Linked DNA regions of Macaca mulatta: region 1 is linked to region 2. The links are chromatin contacts, called in public Hi-C maps. All regions are on one chromosome and are shown on one strand. The core of a region is the stretch at or near the end of the contact, and the rest is flanking DNA. Distances in the headings are between cores, read along the strand shown. Region 1 overlaps LOC106998921 (a long non-coding RNA gene). Region 2 holds the start of ZNF608 (zinc finger protein 608).

Evidence for each region. Hi-C and Micro-C count contacts between places; a contact is called where the count stands out from the background.
Region 1: a contact with region 2 is called in a Hi-C map of fetal cortex germinal zone, with 4 times the contacts expected there. The contact joins the enhancer-like site here to the promoter of ZNF608 in region 2. A contact is called at or near these places in 2 of 14 Hi-C or Micro-C datasets (fetal cortex germinal zone and fetal cortical plate).

Annotation. Positions count from the first base shown.
Region 1 is chr6:134,116,640-134,123,445 of T2T-MMU8v2.0, forward strand. The region is part of intron 4 of LOC106998921 (a long non-coding RNA gene); the gene reads left to right. Among named protein-coding and RNA genes, the nearest start is that of ZNF608, 440 kb to the left of the region's middle. Within about 2 kb of position 4,077, at least 8 of the 40 cell types and tissues checked have an H3K27ac peak or open chromatin away from gene starts, as enhancers often do. A contact at or near this core is called in fetal cortex germinal zone and fetal cortical plate, where this site is marked.
Region 2 is chr6:133,672,809-133,680,389 of T2T-MMU8v2.0, forward strand. ZNF608 (zinc finger protein 608) reads right to left here and starts at 6,079. Exons shown (of 10, transcript XM_078004481.1): 1 at 5,750-6,079; 2 at 1,301-2,390. The coding sequence starts at 2,206.

The DNA.
Region 1 (6,806 bases), core at 2,827-5,326, 440 kb after region 2:
TCCTGTGAATTTTTCATCCGACATCCCTGCATGTCTGCCCTGCATGTGCAGAGTGGGCAGATAACACATGGAAGCCAGCGTGGCCCTATTTCCCCAGTGTTCACAGGACATGGGGCACAAAGGGCCACCATCTTTCCGCTGTTGCTGCTTGCCATATTTAGTCCCTGAGATCTGGAACAGGCCTGAGGAATGCTGAACCGAACTGTTGCTCATGTCATTAAAAACTCAACTAGGCAGAAAGCTAGGAATGGAGCAGTTGACAATGATAAAGCTGAGAGCTCTGTGGCTTATCCTTAATTAGGTGTTGGCATTGGTTCTTGTCAAACAAGGGGAAAGAGAGTGTGCTGCAGCACACGGACGCACACAGACAGCCCTAGTCACAGTTGGAGAGAACACAAAGTGCATTCAAGCTGGCATTGAAAGGGATTTAGATAAGTACTCAAGGTAACAAAAATCGAAAAAGGAGGATGATAGCAATGGAAGCTTTAGATGAATTGCAACTGAGTGCACCTTTATTACAGCTTATCAGTCTCCAGACAGCTACAAACCAACCTTCCTAGTGCATTTCTCTTCGTGCTCTCCTGGATTAAAGGTCAAAGTAACTCAGATTTATATGTTCTGTCGCGCAGTCTCAGTCTCTCCCGTTGCTCACATACATGCAGCCCATATCCCGGGGATTTGGTATCCCCGGCATGAAGCTTCTCCTCCTTGAATGAAGCAAAAGCCTTGCCTCATTGAAAAGATTCCATTTGTCTAAAATAATTGTCTCATAGGAAGAGGTTGCAAATAATGCAATATTAAAAGATCCCAAAGATGCTACTGGCATAAATACACACATGGCAACATGCCAGCTCTAATCATTCTTGTCCATAATTATCGTTATATATTTTGCATCGATTTGACATATTCAAACAGCTAATATTCTGGTTTATTAGAACACTGTCTATATGTATTCTCAACATACACAAAAGCTGTGTGTTTTCATAATATGTATAAGCACTTCAGACGGTAAGCTGTGCACATTGCAGCTAGCAGATGGTAGCTCTTATCACAGATAAAAGCACATATATATGTTTCTGTAACTACACCCTCAGAGAGAAGGGATAAGAGAAGAATTCTCTCCACATCACAGCTTACATTACCCATCTACTTAGGCAGCAAACAGCATATGTTTTACTGCTGTGGAAAGGCAGTACTTGAGAGGAAAATATGATTAAAATAAACTTAGAGATAACCTGATGAATAAATATTAAAAAAAAAAAACCCTCTGTGTTAATTGAAAGTTAGGGTGTGTGTGTGTGCATCTGTGTGTGTGAAGGAAAGGACATCTTAGTACATTCAGGAAGTAAGACAATAAGGGGTACATCTTTCAGGGTTGCCGGATAAAATGCAGGATTCCCAATTAAGTCAGCTTTCAAATGAAAAATGAATAATATTTTATATAAGTATATTTCAAATTTTGCACACCCCATATTCCATGCAATATTTGAGACATTCTTATACTAAAATATCATGAGTTGTTGATCTGAAATTCAAATTTAAATTGGAGCCCCCTACCCCCCCACACAACACCATAATTTATTCATTTTGCTGAATCTGACAAGCATAGTTTTCAGCTGCTGTTATTAAAGTTTTTAACCAATATTCCCAGTGTTCAAGGTGAAAGGACAGTTATCAACAGGCAAATCTATTTTGGAAGATATGTTTTCAAATATGTGTATGCTTTTTCTGTTCATACAAATCCAGCAAGGATTTTGAACATTTATCTGAATGATGCAGTCAATAATAAAGCTAGTATGGATAAGTTAGGAAATGGATCTCCCCGCCCCACATCCCCAGTTTTAGATCCTGGTTTGGAACTATTTGGATAATTATTTCACTTCGGCTATACAAGCTTATATTTCCCCCCCATTTATGAATTTGATGTATTATTTTAGACTAAGATCTATTTGCAGTCATAAAATAGGAGACAGGCTTTAAACACTCTACAAGTACACATTTGTATTCTTATGGTGAGATCGGCATTCAACTGGAAGGTTAAATGGAGTTCAGATAATTTCTTTTTTTATTCTTTGCTCTGGCTTTTGTCTCATGTCTTTCAGCAAAAGTGAATAAAGATGTCTCCATTTTACACCAAAAGATTCAATTACTTTTCAAATGCTGGGTAAACATCTGCAGATGAACAGTCTTAAGCAACGTATTTTGATTCTACACAAACTTATGTGACACTTTTGTTTTCTCTCCAAGAGCAGAGAATAGATTCAAGCCTGCTATTCTGAGCTGGAGCTTCCACTGCCACTAGCACTGAACTTTTGGCAGGCAGCCAGCCAATCTCTGTGGCCCAGTGAAACTCTGATTCCATCTGCTCCAGCAGTGCAATATATTCCACTTCAGGTCAAAAGCGGGGAGCCAGCAGTATTAACATTACACTAATCTGTAAAGACATTTTCACTGGGCTAGATAGGCTAATGTTACACAGGCTTTCAAAGCTTCAAGGGTAAGGAGCAACAGTAATTGTCAGGGGAAGATACAGTAGGCAGTGGATTCTTGCTGAGAATATTCCAAGATAGTCTAGATGGATGGTTCTAAAGGATGAAGAAAGAAAGAAATACCTTTTAAAAGAGACAAGTCCTTTGCTATCTTGTTAAGCAGGTATTTCAAACACAGCTTTGGATCATATGTTTAGCAATTATAAACTCTATTATCCTTTTTTTTTTTCTTGCTTACTCCTGTATCCCCAAAACTTCTTAAGCACACACGTTTACACACACACAACCTCAAAGCCTATTAAATAATTGATGAAAAGTACAATCTCTATTAAAAAAAAAAAACTAGCTGGAAATAAATTGCTTAGTATAACCTTGCTGTTACAAAATCAGAACCATTTCCAAGCTCTTAAAAGATTTGTTAAATAAAAGTGAGCATGTGGCTAACCCCTCCCCCATCTTCTCCTCCCCCCCCTACTCCACCGCCAGCTACCCCTCCCTACTTTTCTGTGGTTTGTAGAAAATTTGCTTAGTCTGGGGGATACACAGATCTGTAATCAATTGCTCTTTAAACATAACCTACCAAGAACTTTATTATAGGCCCTTTATGGAAAATATACCGAAGGAAAATACTCTGAAAGCAGATTAATGTATACGATGGAAATTTAATACCAGTAGCAGAAAGGGTCTTTTTTGTTTCCCTAGTTCTTTGGTTGGGGGGAGAAAGGTAGTTTAAGATTCATGCCTGTAAGCACATCAGAAGGCATTAACAACTACATTTCAGGAAATTGTAATGTATAAAAATTCAATTTAGACTGCTTGATTTTCTTTTAGCAGAAGAGGAAAAATGTTTGGCTGGAAATAAACCGTATGAAAATTCCCACAATTAGGAAGTATACAGCTATGTTTTTGCTATAATTTGATGTTATGCACAGTTGACGTGAAAAAGTACTTTTGTGCTAGAATGATAGATTTCCCTCTAGATGGAAATATGCTATCTCTATAATGTAGACAGCAACAAAACCCACACATTTCAGTTTTCTTTCCTTATAGAGTAAGTAAAAATCTAGGGTTATATAAAGTTTTCACTTATCTTCCTCTTTTTTCAACGTAAATATGAAAGCTGTCTGGAAATTTGTAAAACTATTGGGCTTTTCAATCTCAGAAAATAATGAAGGAAATTTGGCAAGCATTTTTATTGTACAGATTTAACATTTATTGCCTCTATTTATTCTTTGTCATAAAAATTTGGCTATAAAAGGAACTAAACTTACATGGAATTGAAGACTTTCCCTTCCTTTTTTTTTTTTCTTTTTTTTAAACAATTCTCCATCTAAATGGAAAATTCACACAGGGTACAGACTAATGAATATGCATGAGTCCATGCATTGATATACATATGATTTCTCGTCTATAAAGAACGGTTTGGAAGACTTGTTATCTGACCAGAAAAGCCTGTAGTAAGTTGAGATAAAGGATGCTGACTCCAATCCCCTCAGCCTTTGCAATTGCTTTATATTCTAATCACTGCACTAAGCATCTGTCCCCGGCAGGCAGCTTGTTCAATCTAGCAGATAACGAATGCAGCCCAATGGTGGCTGCGCTGGCCCTTCCCCACGCACGCGAGGAGCTAGTGTTCCATTCCTCTGATTACACAGGCAGCGGGAAAGCACTCTCAGAGCTGTAATTGCCTCCGTTATGAAACATCTTCACCTGTTAGCCAAAGCTAAGTTGAATCACAGCAGAAATTATTAACAGTGGCTGTTTTCAAGCCAGCTTAATTTGAGCTGATGCTGCTGTTCACTTAACCCAGATGAATAGGTGTGCAGGAGCAGAGTCTAAGCAGAGATGACACCCCAATGAATATTTGCTCGCAGCCCTGCTGCAGGGAGCTGACTTGCACAACAACAGACGATTGTTAAAAAGCTAAGGGGGACTGGGGCGTTGGACAGGACTGGCTCCTCGGCAGGTACCTCTGTGCTCATGAGAACTTCCTGACTAATGGCTCCTTTTAACAGCTAAATCATTTTTTCAATTAGTTTCCACAAATGTTGGCAAACACAAACTGTTTTTGGGGAGTGTGCACAATGATGCGAGAAACTCTACCCTGCTTCCAGAGTGGCCAGAAACACTCTCTTTCAGAGAGCTGAACAGGCATTAAAATTTAATGGTCTGCTTTCATTTTCTCCGCAGTGTGCTTCAAGATGATTATAAATTACAGCATTCTGCTTACTTTTGACGGAATAAGTCATGTATCAGCACTTGATTTAGAAGCTATGTGTGCTTGACATATGAAACACATCTTGCAGATGTGATTTATCACAGAGCTCTTTTTTTTGTTTCAGGACAAAATAGCTGAACAGGAGGCTTGCCATTGTGATGGTGACCGCCATCCCCACAGTGGGGGTATGGCTGTAGTTTCAGAAGATTGAATCTTAAGAGTCTGAAAAATCTGAACATATCTCTATTTTTCAAGTTGAGGAATTCTTTTGTTTTTCAAAGCTCAACATGATTCCAAAAGATCTCACCCTTTTTTTTTTTTAAATAAACTTTGCTGGAAAAGATGAGCAAGGCATGACTAAATATGGAAATTTTCTCCCAATGTTGGATGGGGTGTCACAGAGCAAGACATCCTCCTGTAATGCCAGGGCAATTCGGGAAGCTGCTGGCTTGTAGGGCCTCGGATGCAATACGACTGGCCCAGGAGGCAGGTTGAGAGCAGATGGGGGATTTGTCATTTGGATGGGTATGAGACTAGAGGGATGGTCTATAAAGGCAATGCCTGATTCTGCTGTCAGCTGGTATATTTCTTTGCCTCTGAGGTTATATCTGCTGGTGATCGGAGCTGCAACATGGCCAACCCATTCATTTCAACATCTCTTTAGCAACAGCTCTGATGGCTGCCGCCAAAATAGTTGTGTGAGGACCCACACTGATCATGAAATGATTTAACCAAGCAATCAGCTGGGCCATGCTTTATTTACCAAGTCTGACTAATAACTGTAACAAAGCTGCAGAAATCCTAAATATTATTTCAAAATCACATTTCCCATAGAAAGTGTAAATTGGAAGTACATTCCCCTTGTCTCCTACTGCATCCTTATAAAACCAAATTCATATTTCGCCTTACCTCTTGTGTGTAGCTTTATCAGCATCTCCTGTTAGTTATTCATGGCCTCTTCTCTTTGGACAGTCTATTCCAGTACTTGTGACAATGTACTGTAATTATCTGTGATCTTTCTTCCTCCCACTATATTATTCTGTAAGACCTAACTCTTAATCAACTTCCTCTCCTCAGTCCCTGGTATACAGCCTGACTCAAAATAGGCTCTCAATAACATTTTTAGGTGAATTAATGTTGAATGAATACATAAATGAATGATTATTTCAGTCAAAGAAATATGTGAGAGTATATAGCAGACCTGGCAATAGTCCCTTAACATCTCTTTCTCCTTTTCATATGGGAAAAGAAATCTCAGTTTTTAGCTGGGCACATGGTTTCCTGGAATTAAGACTTTCTCAGCCTCACCTGCAGCTAGGCATGATTGTTTTCTAGAATGGGTCAATGGGATGTAGGTGGAAGTGGTATGGTAATTTAGGCAATGTTCTTGAGCACAGTTGTACAGAGGCTGTAATGGCTGCAGCTCTAGCAGTCAGTTTATACTCCAGGGTGTTCTTGGGATTGAAAGCCCTGTACCACAGAACGACAGGATAGAAGGAATTGGGGGTTCTGATACCACGGAGAGCACACTAACCCTGGCCTGAGTACTTACAGATTTCTGGAATGTGAGAGGAGAAAAATAAAAACAAAAACAAAAACAAAAAAAGTCACCCTCATACAATGTGTAAACTGAAATCCTTGCTATGATTTACCAGTAGGACCAGCTACATAATTTGTAGAGTTTGGTGCAAAATAAAAATGAGATATCCTTTGTTCAAACATGATTAACAATCCCAAGACAGCAACAGCAGAGATTAAAGCAAGTGCATAGAACCCTGTGTGATGAAGCTGACCTTGCTTACAAGGCCTGATATTACTTGATTCCTACCAAAACTTCTTGAAACTCACTTTGTATCAATGCCATCATCAATTACTAAATTTTAGCCACAGAGGCCTTGTTTCCTGGAAAAATTAAACTCTTTCCTGCCACAGGACATCTGGACTTGGCTTTTCTAAGTTAAGAATACTCTGTGACAGGTAATTGCAATGCTCATGATTCTTGTGCTGGCTTCTTCTCCATCTTTATGAAACAAGCCAACGTAACCTCTATAGGAGAGTCTTTTTTAGCACCTCTTCACTTGAGGTACTGTAGTGCCGCC
Region 2 (7,581 bases), core at 4,829-7,328:
TTCTCCAAAGATATATTATCACCACTTACAATCCCAATCGCCAACTATAGCAAAAAAAAAAAAAATCAAAATTATTTAATAAGCATGTTCCCAAACAACCATGCCACAACCCACATGACAGAAATCTTGCTTCTGCAAGGCACAACCTGTAGAATTAATATGAAGACTAATTTCATAGAAATATCACACACACACCCCTAACTCCTTCCCACTTGCCTAGTGGACAGAACACCTTCTGTTCCCAAACATTAGTCAATGTGGTCTATGACTAAGCAGCAAAACATGGGGTGGGTGTCGGGGCGGGCAGTTCTTCCAAGGCAATGTACAAGTCTAACTATAGACTTGTACAAAGATGGGAGGAAGGGTCCAAATGGTCTAAATCAACCATCCACACCATTCAAATGCAGCACATAATTCTATATTCCAATTCACTCAACCGTCTGCATCCCCTTTGGCTACGTTTTCACATTTCACGAATATCAGTCCAGCAAGTCTGCTTTATTCTTCTTAGCTGCCGTGCAGCTCCCCAGTCAAGCTAGGTATCCAAGTGATAACACTCTTAACTCTCTAGCTAAGAACTGGAACTGGGTAAGGGAACAAGAGTAGAGTGCTAACAACCACCACAACCATGGAGTTTTTCTGCAGTTATGAAACCAACGACCCAACACATCAAGCTTGGGGTTTAATTCAGGACCAATAACAAGAACTCATTCAAGGATATCCTTTCACAGTACTACTCTGTCGACAGTAAGGAAAAAAAAAAAAAAAAAAAAAAGAGGGAGGATGAGGGTAGAATGTAAATTAGAATCCTCGACATTCCTCTCCAGGGAGGGAACTTGAACCTTACACCTAAGGACACATTACCAGCAATACTAGGATGAATAAAATAAAAGAGAAAACTGTTCCCCTTAAGGAAGAAACCTGGTCAAGAGTCAAGAGGGTGCATGAGCAGGTTTTCTATTAAAAGGACACGGCAACCTGCTGACTAGTGAGGAACCGATCTACAGGGCAAAAGGTACTTAGAACATTCAGGGCCTCCCACCTGGGAACCCAAACACTAGCATCACTAGCAGCAGCAGCAGCAGCAGCAGCAGCAAGGACAGCAGAAGCAAGAGCCAAACACTGCACCCAAGTAGGCTCCCCCATATCAAATTTTAATATAAAGGATGCATATCATAGAAATCTCACAAAGAACCACAAAGCATAAATAAGTTTAAGGCACACAGAGGCACACCCCCACACACCCACACAAATGCACACAGAGAAGAGTAGGACATCTAGGAAGGCGACTTTATCCTACCTTCTCAGTTTTCAGTTTCTTGATTCGCCTGTGGCTCTCCTCCTCCTCCTCTTCCTTCTTTACCAACATAGAGTTTCCCATGAGCCCTGAATCCGGGGCACTTTTGCTAACTTCCCCTGCAGCGGCGACGCTGCCACTCCCAGTGCCCCCGCAGTGGAAGGGGCTCGCGCCACCTCCATTGCTCTTGGCCCCAAAGCCATAGAGGTGCCCCCCGGAAGGGGCCTGGCTGCCACTGCCATTCTGGTGGCCCTGAAGCAGGTCGTGCTTGTCCTTCCTGGATTTCCCCGCATCCTTATCCCGCTTGGCGCCTCGGCTGCTCTGGCTTTTACCTGGCTTCTCCTCTTTGCTTTTCCCACAGGAGCCTGCCCCCGCGGTGGCGGCAGAGGTGCTGGTGCTGGTACTATTGCTGTTTGGGTTGCCGCTGCCGCCGCTGCTCACACTTTGACCCAGCGCTGAATTCATGCCAGTTGCCTCTCCAGGGCGCCCTTGGACTTCCTGCCTCTTGCCAGTGCTGCTGATCTCGGGAATCCCATACAAGGCAGCAGAAGGCAGAGATTTATTAGCATCCTTAGAAGTTTTACTCCTTTTCACTTTTGATTTGCTGGTCTCTTTGTGTGAATTCCCCTGGGGAGCAGAGGCCTGAACAGAGGCAAATTTTAGGCCATCAGCTAGGGCTGCGGTAGCACCAGCCCCACTGGAGGCCGGACCTCCACAATCCTTGGAGTTGCTGCTACTAGTGGTGTTGGTGGAATTATTCATCTCAAATTTCTGTCTGTCCTTCTCCAAATCAGCGTCCAAATCAATTATTAAATTTCCAACCCCGATTTCCCAATCATCGCCACTGTCATAAGTATCAACTGTATTTGGATCCACACCTTTTCCTGCAGTAGAAATGTTCACTGACATCCTGAAGATGAGCTCTCTAGAATAAAAATCCGATGAACTTTCCTTTGGAGATGAGGGGACATTCGTTTATCTCCGCTGGGCTTTCTCTCAAAGAAAAAAAAAAATCTTCTAATCTTCCTCTTCTTTTTCCTGCCTCACGAATGTGTCCAGGGATTTTACACCCTCAGTCCAGGTCCACCTTTTCCTGTGAAGGGGGGAAAAGTCGAATATTTCTTGTCTGGGTGTTACCAGAATAAAAAACGATTAGTATTGGGGAATCAGTAAAGGGGACAGGGAAGGATGGAGAGTAAGGTGGCTCATGTATTGTCTCCACAGTCCAATATCAGGTTTAAAGGAAAATAACCAAACCCAAAAAATAAACCTATGACAGTAAGCATCTTATGGTAGCTAAAAAGAAAATCCCTTTATCAACAACACAAGGATAATCACCTTTTTAAAAGCATTAAATTATCTTAAGGATCTGATTCAAGTCCAGAAAGGTTTTTGTGTTCTCTTTTAAACTTTAGGATTTCTGTCTGGCACATGTGATATCTCAACCCCAGAAACACAGCCTGAACACTCAGACAAGAAGGAAGAACACAGCTTTCAACATCCCTAAACATGTCCTAGATCTTGCAATTTAGAAGACCAGACCCTGGAAGTTCTGAGGCTAGTTTTCAGAATAGAATGTTGCTAAAATTTCCTTATTTCTAATTTTAGGTTTCAGTACTTCTTTTTACAAATTGTCTGGGCGATCTGGTTTTTGTTCCTAGTAAGGAACAGAAAAAACAACCAATAACTGCCCCCAACACACACACATACCTCCCTCCTATCCTCTTTTCCCCAACAGCTTATACGATTTTTTTAAAAAAAAAATACATGTCTTTTAAGAGCATTTCTCTCTAGAAAAGACAGTGTTATATAAAAAGTTAAAGATCTGCCTTTTGAGAAAAAAAATACATTTAAACAATTCTACCGTATTCCTAGGTCACAGAATTGCTCACTCTGTTAAATATGGTGCTACTGACTGTACGGAAAACTGATTAAGACATACACTTTAAGTGATCTGCGCCAAGGTGGCCTCAATGACCGCAAATGAGTGTGTGTTTGACAAAGAGCAGTTAAAACGGTTTTTAAAGGGATCAGCCCCTTTTTAACAGTTGATTGTCAAGAAAAAAATAAATAAATATACATACACACACACATACACACACACAGACATTGCTTACCTTTTAATCCTTTATCATTTTTTAATTAGGCCAGCAAATCAAAATGCCTTTCCCACTCCACTCGGCAAACAAGCCTGTGCCTCATTTTACTTAAACACCAAATGATCAAGAAGGAAGAAACCAAATAACACATCTCAGCCAGAATAATCACTCGATAACATTATTCCACCTCCCCACCCCCCTTTTGGCAAACGAATCAGTCCTTTTCTCCTTAAAAAAATGTGTCACTGTACAGCTGGAAAATAATGTTTCACATTCACAACAGAAGCACCAAAGGTTTTTTTTTCCTCTTAACAAGCATCGAGAATAATAGTTTTTTAAAAAACAGAGAGTTTAGAGAAAAAAGTTTTCCCAACTTCTCATTCCGCCTTCAGTTCCAGACTTCAGAGTCACCGTGATCAGTAATGATCCCATGTAGCAAACCTACAGGCGTCCGCTAGTAACGAGACAGAATGTGCTAACATCGGGATAAATTAGTGAAAGGGAAGAAAGAATAAGAAGAAAGGACTGAAAATCTGGGCTGGATTCCGCCTGTTAGTCGGGAAGTGGCATTTTTCCGCCCGTCCTGACAGATTTGATTTCTTGAACTAACTTAAGAGAAAAGGAGGGGGGGAGTAGAGGGAGGAGGAGGAGGAGGAGGAAGAAAGGGTGGGATGAGAAACTGGGCAAGAGGAGAAAAAGAAAGGTGTGGAGGAGGAGGGAGCAGATGATTCAGTGAGCTGATAAACCAGTTATAACAGCATTCGCTCGGGGCGGGGGGCGGTGGGGTGGGGAAAATAACGGCGTTTAAAAAGGGCTCAGTCTTCGAAACCTAAAGGATGTGATGTTTTCCTGTCTTACGTTGTTTTAAGAAAAAGGAACTGAGTTCCTAGTACAGTTCCCGAGGGGAGTGGAATCCTCTGTCGCTCAGGTCAATCAGTCATGTGGTAATTCGATAATTAGAGTCAAAAAAAAGGTTTTTGGTTGGTTTTTTTTTTTTTTTTTTTTAAGGCGACCTTTTTCGGGAGTTTATCCCTCTGATACTCGCAGCAAACGGTGTGTCTCCCTTTTATTTATTTTTTCTCTCCTCCTCCTCCCTTCACCCACCCCCTCCTGTGTTTAGTCAGATGGCCCCGGAGCTTGGCTTAGTATTTTTAATTAGCTGGCGTTTGGAAGCTAAAAGCAGTAATGAATTGTTGATGGATTGGAAGTGGAGAGTCGCTTTGCTGGAAATGTCGGGGCTGGGAGAGGGGGATGGGCGAGTTAGTAACAACCAACCATCTAAAAGGAGCGATTTTGTTACAGTGCAAGCCTTTCACATCACGTGAGGATCAAGGGCTCAATTGGTTGTCGTGAGAACAAAAATGGTGACAAGCGTATCAAGAAAATACTGATCTGGTCTTTAAAAAAAAAAGCTGTAGGTCTCTCCCCTCCCCCTGCACACACTCCCCCAACCTCCTCCCCCCGCCCCCCCGCAGTGGGCGAAGCTACAAGTTATGAATGTGAAACATTTCTCGGAGATCTAGGATCTCCGAAGTTCGGAAGGAGTGAAATGTAATGAGCACAAGAGCAAAGCAGATGTTTTAAAGAAACACTTTATAAACCTTTCAACTTATCTCCAATTTGTCAGCTTTCCCAGGGGGCCAGGGACGGGGACGCCTGGGGGAGGGAGAAGGGTACCTCCGAGCTACTTGGATTTTAGGGACCCCCACTTCATGTATTAAACAAAGAAAAACCTTTTGCTTGCTCACCAGCCTGGTCCTGTAATAAACACACCATTGTTACTATTTGGGGGTTTGTTTGGGTTGGGTCGGGCTTTTATTTTTTCTCTTAATGGTATTTTTGTTGCTTGCTTTTTCAAGGAGATGGCGAATGGTAATTATAACCATTACACGTAATGAGTGACTATTCCCTTGTTTAATTTTAAATTATCGGGCACTGGGAGCTGACAGGAGAGAGAAATCGGCTTGTTCTGCCCTTGCCCCCATTTTCCTGGATCGGTTTGGGAGAAGGGTCTGCCCAGCTAGGACAGAAGAGGGAGGGAGTAAGGTGAGCTAGAGAATTGACACTGCAGACCAGGATATGTAACTGTGTCACTTTTATTCTCCTTTGGGTTAGAGCCCAAAAGCTAATTTACTCTAAGTTACCCCGAGTGCCCAGTCAAGCTTAATTTGTGTGAAGTTACAAATGCTTCACCCTCCACTGAATAAAATTCACCCTTCTTGGGTTGTTGTTCTAAATGCAAAAGCCAAACCCTGTAACTAGTTCCTCATTTCTATGCATAAAACTCGCACATTCCCCTGCATGAAGTCCCCGCTAAGTGCTATATAGAGACACACCACGCAACCGTACTTACGGTCTGTATTGGATGGAGTTGACCTTTTCCTTCTAACTGCATTGAATGTGTTTGGTTGCAGCCGCTTTATTTTGGAAATTATAATCTCTTCAACAAATTTATTATTAAAGAAGATGGACCATCAAATGTCACAGACCGGCCTGTGTATGTTTTATAAAAGCAAAAATTAAAATTTAAGAAAAGCAAAACAAAAATCCCCCTGGTGCACACACACAACAAGCTTGTTCTGCAACACTGAAATCAGGACTGAAACACAACACACACACAGGGGGAGTGGAGCAAAAGAAGCTCTCAGCCTCTATACCTGAAAGGGACTTTTCTTTGTTCCCAGTGCCCTTTCGCATCGGGCCAATCAGAGAGCAGCTTTTATGAAACTGGGCTCTCTCATTGGCTAGCTGCTTTCTCTTGGCTACTGTAGGGGGTTGAGATATACACACGTATAAAACACACACTGAGAGCGGGTGGGGGTGCTGTGGGGGGTGGTTGTGGAGACAAAGCGTTTTATTTTCCAACCAGATTGGGGTTGAGGAACCTCCCGCAGTAAGAAGGGAAAAAAATGGTGCGCCCGTTTCAATTACTACATCATTCACATAAAACACTTATTTATTAAAACAAATCTCAAACAGGCTGCGAGGAGAGGATGTCGGTAAATACAAGTTTGATTGTGTTATCTTGGGGGAAATAATGTATGTGATCGCTCGGTGGCAGAGAGAAGCCAAATGAGCCACTAGCGCGTAGCGAGGAGAAAAGGGAGGCTGGCTGTGTGGAAATGACTGCGAGCATTTTGCTGGCTTCCCTTCCTTGTTCCAAGGACTCCGCAGTCCAACTCCCAAGACTGATTTTCTGTATTGCAGCTTCTGGCTTTCAACCCTCCCCCCACCACTTTGCCCTTCCTGCAATTTTTTTTTTTTTTTTTTTTTTTCTTTTTCTTCCCTGTGTCTCTCTTTTTACTCGCTGATTAAATAAGAAAAATCGATCTGCGGGTAAAGGCGATGGTGGGGAAACAAGTAACCCTTTTGTTTCCAGGGCTCTGGTCTACAAGCACTGAAGTGTGAATGCAGGCGACCATTTAACCAACACTATGTGAATGATTCTTCCCTGGAATTAGTAACAAATCTTTTCCACCTGGTGTTATTGACGCCAAAAAAGAAAAAATATTAAAATAAGGTCCTAGCTAATCATAGTAACACCTCGGGCCAGCCTCATCTTTTTAAAAATTGACTTGTGAAAGTTAAATATACTAGGAAGATTAACTGTTGAACAGTTCCAGTACACATATTTAAACTGTGGAATGGTCAGAATTCCTCTTCCCCCAAATCTTTCACCCTACTGCTGGGGAACCGGGTGTCATAAATCTTCTGAATGCTACATCTACAATCCACAAACACAGAAATATTTTACAATTTATTGTAGGACAAATGCCAGCAACCAAGTTAATGAGACTCAGGTCACAGGATAAGAGAGGTTAATATGAAATAACAAGTTTAGCGTTTTACTATAACAGCTAACATATTTAAGCTAATGTATTTACATATATTAAGCCTTTAGAGTACATTTAATTTTGAATTTTTTTATTGTTACCTTCATTATTTTTAGAAGCTACAATATGGACATTTTAAAGTCAAAGGGTACTGTAAACTGAAAGCATCATGATCCCAAGTTGTAAAGATCCTGTACTACTGTAATTGTAATTTCCACATGACAATTGCAATTTAAGATTGTGTCTTAACTGAGTCATATGGACACATATAAAGTGAATGAGTGCTAGCAGAAGACAGCTTCTGATGTAAATATTCAGTGATGACTTCGTGGATCAATAAAAATATTTATGT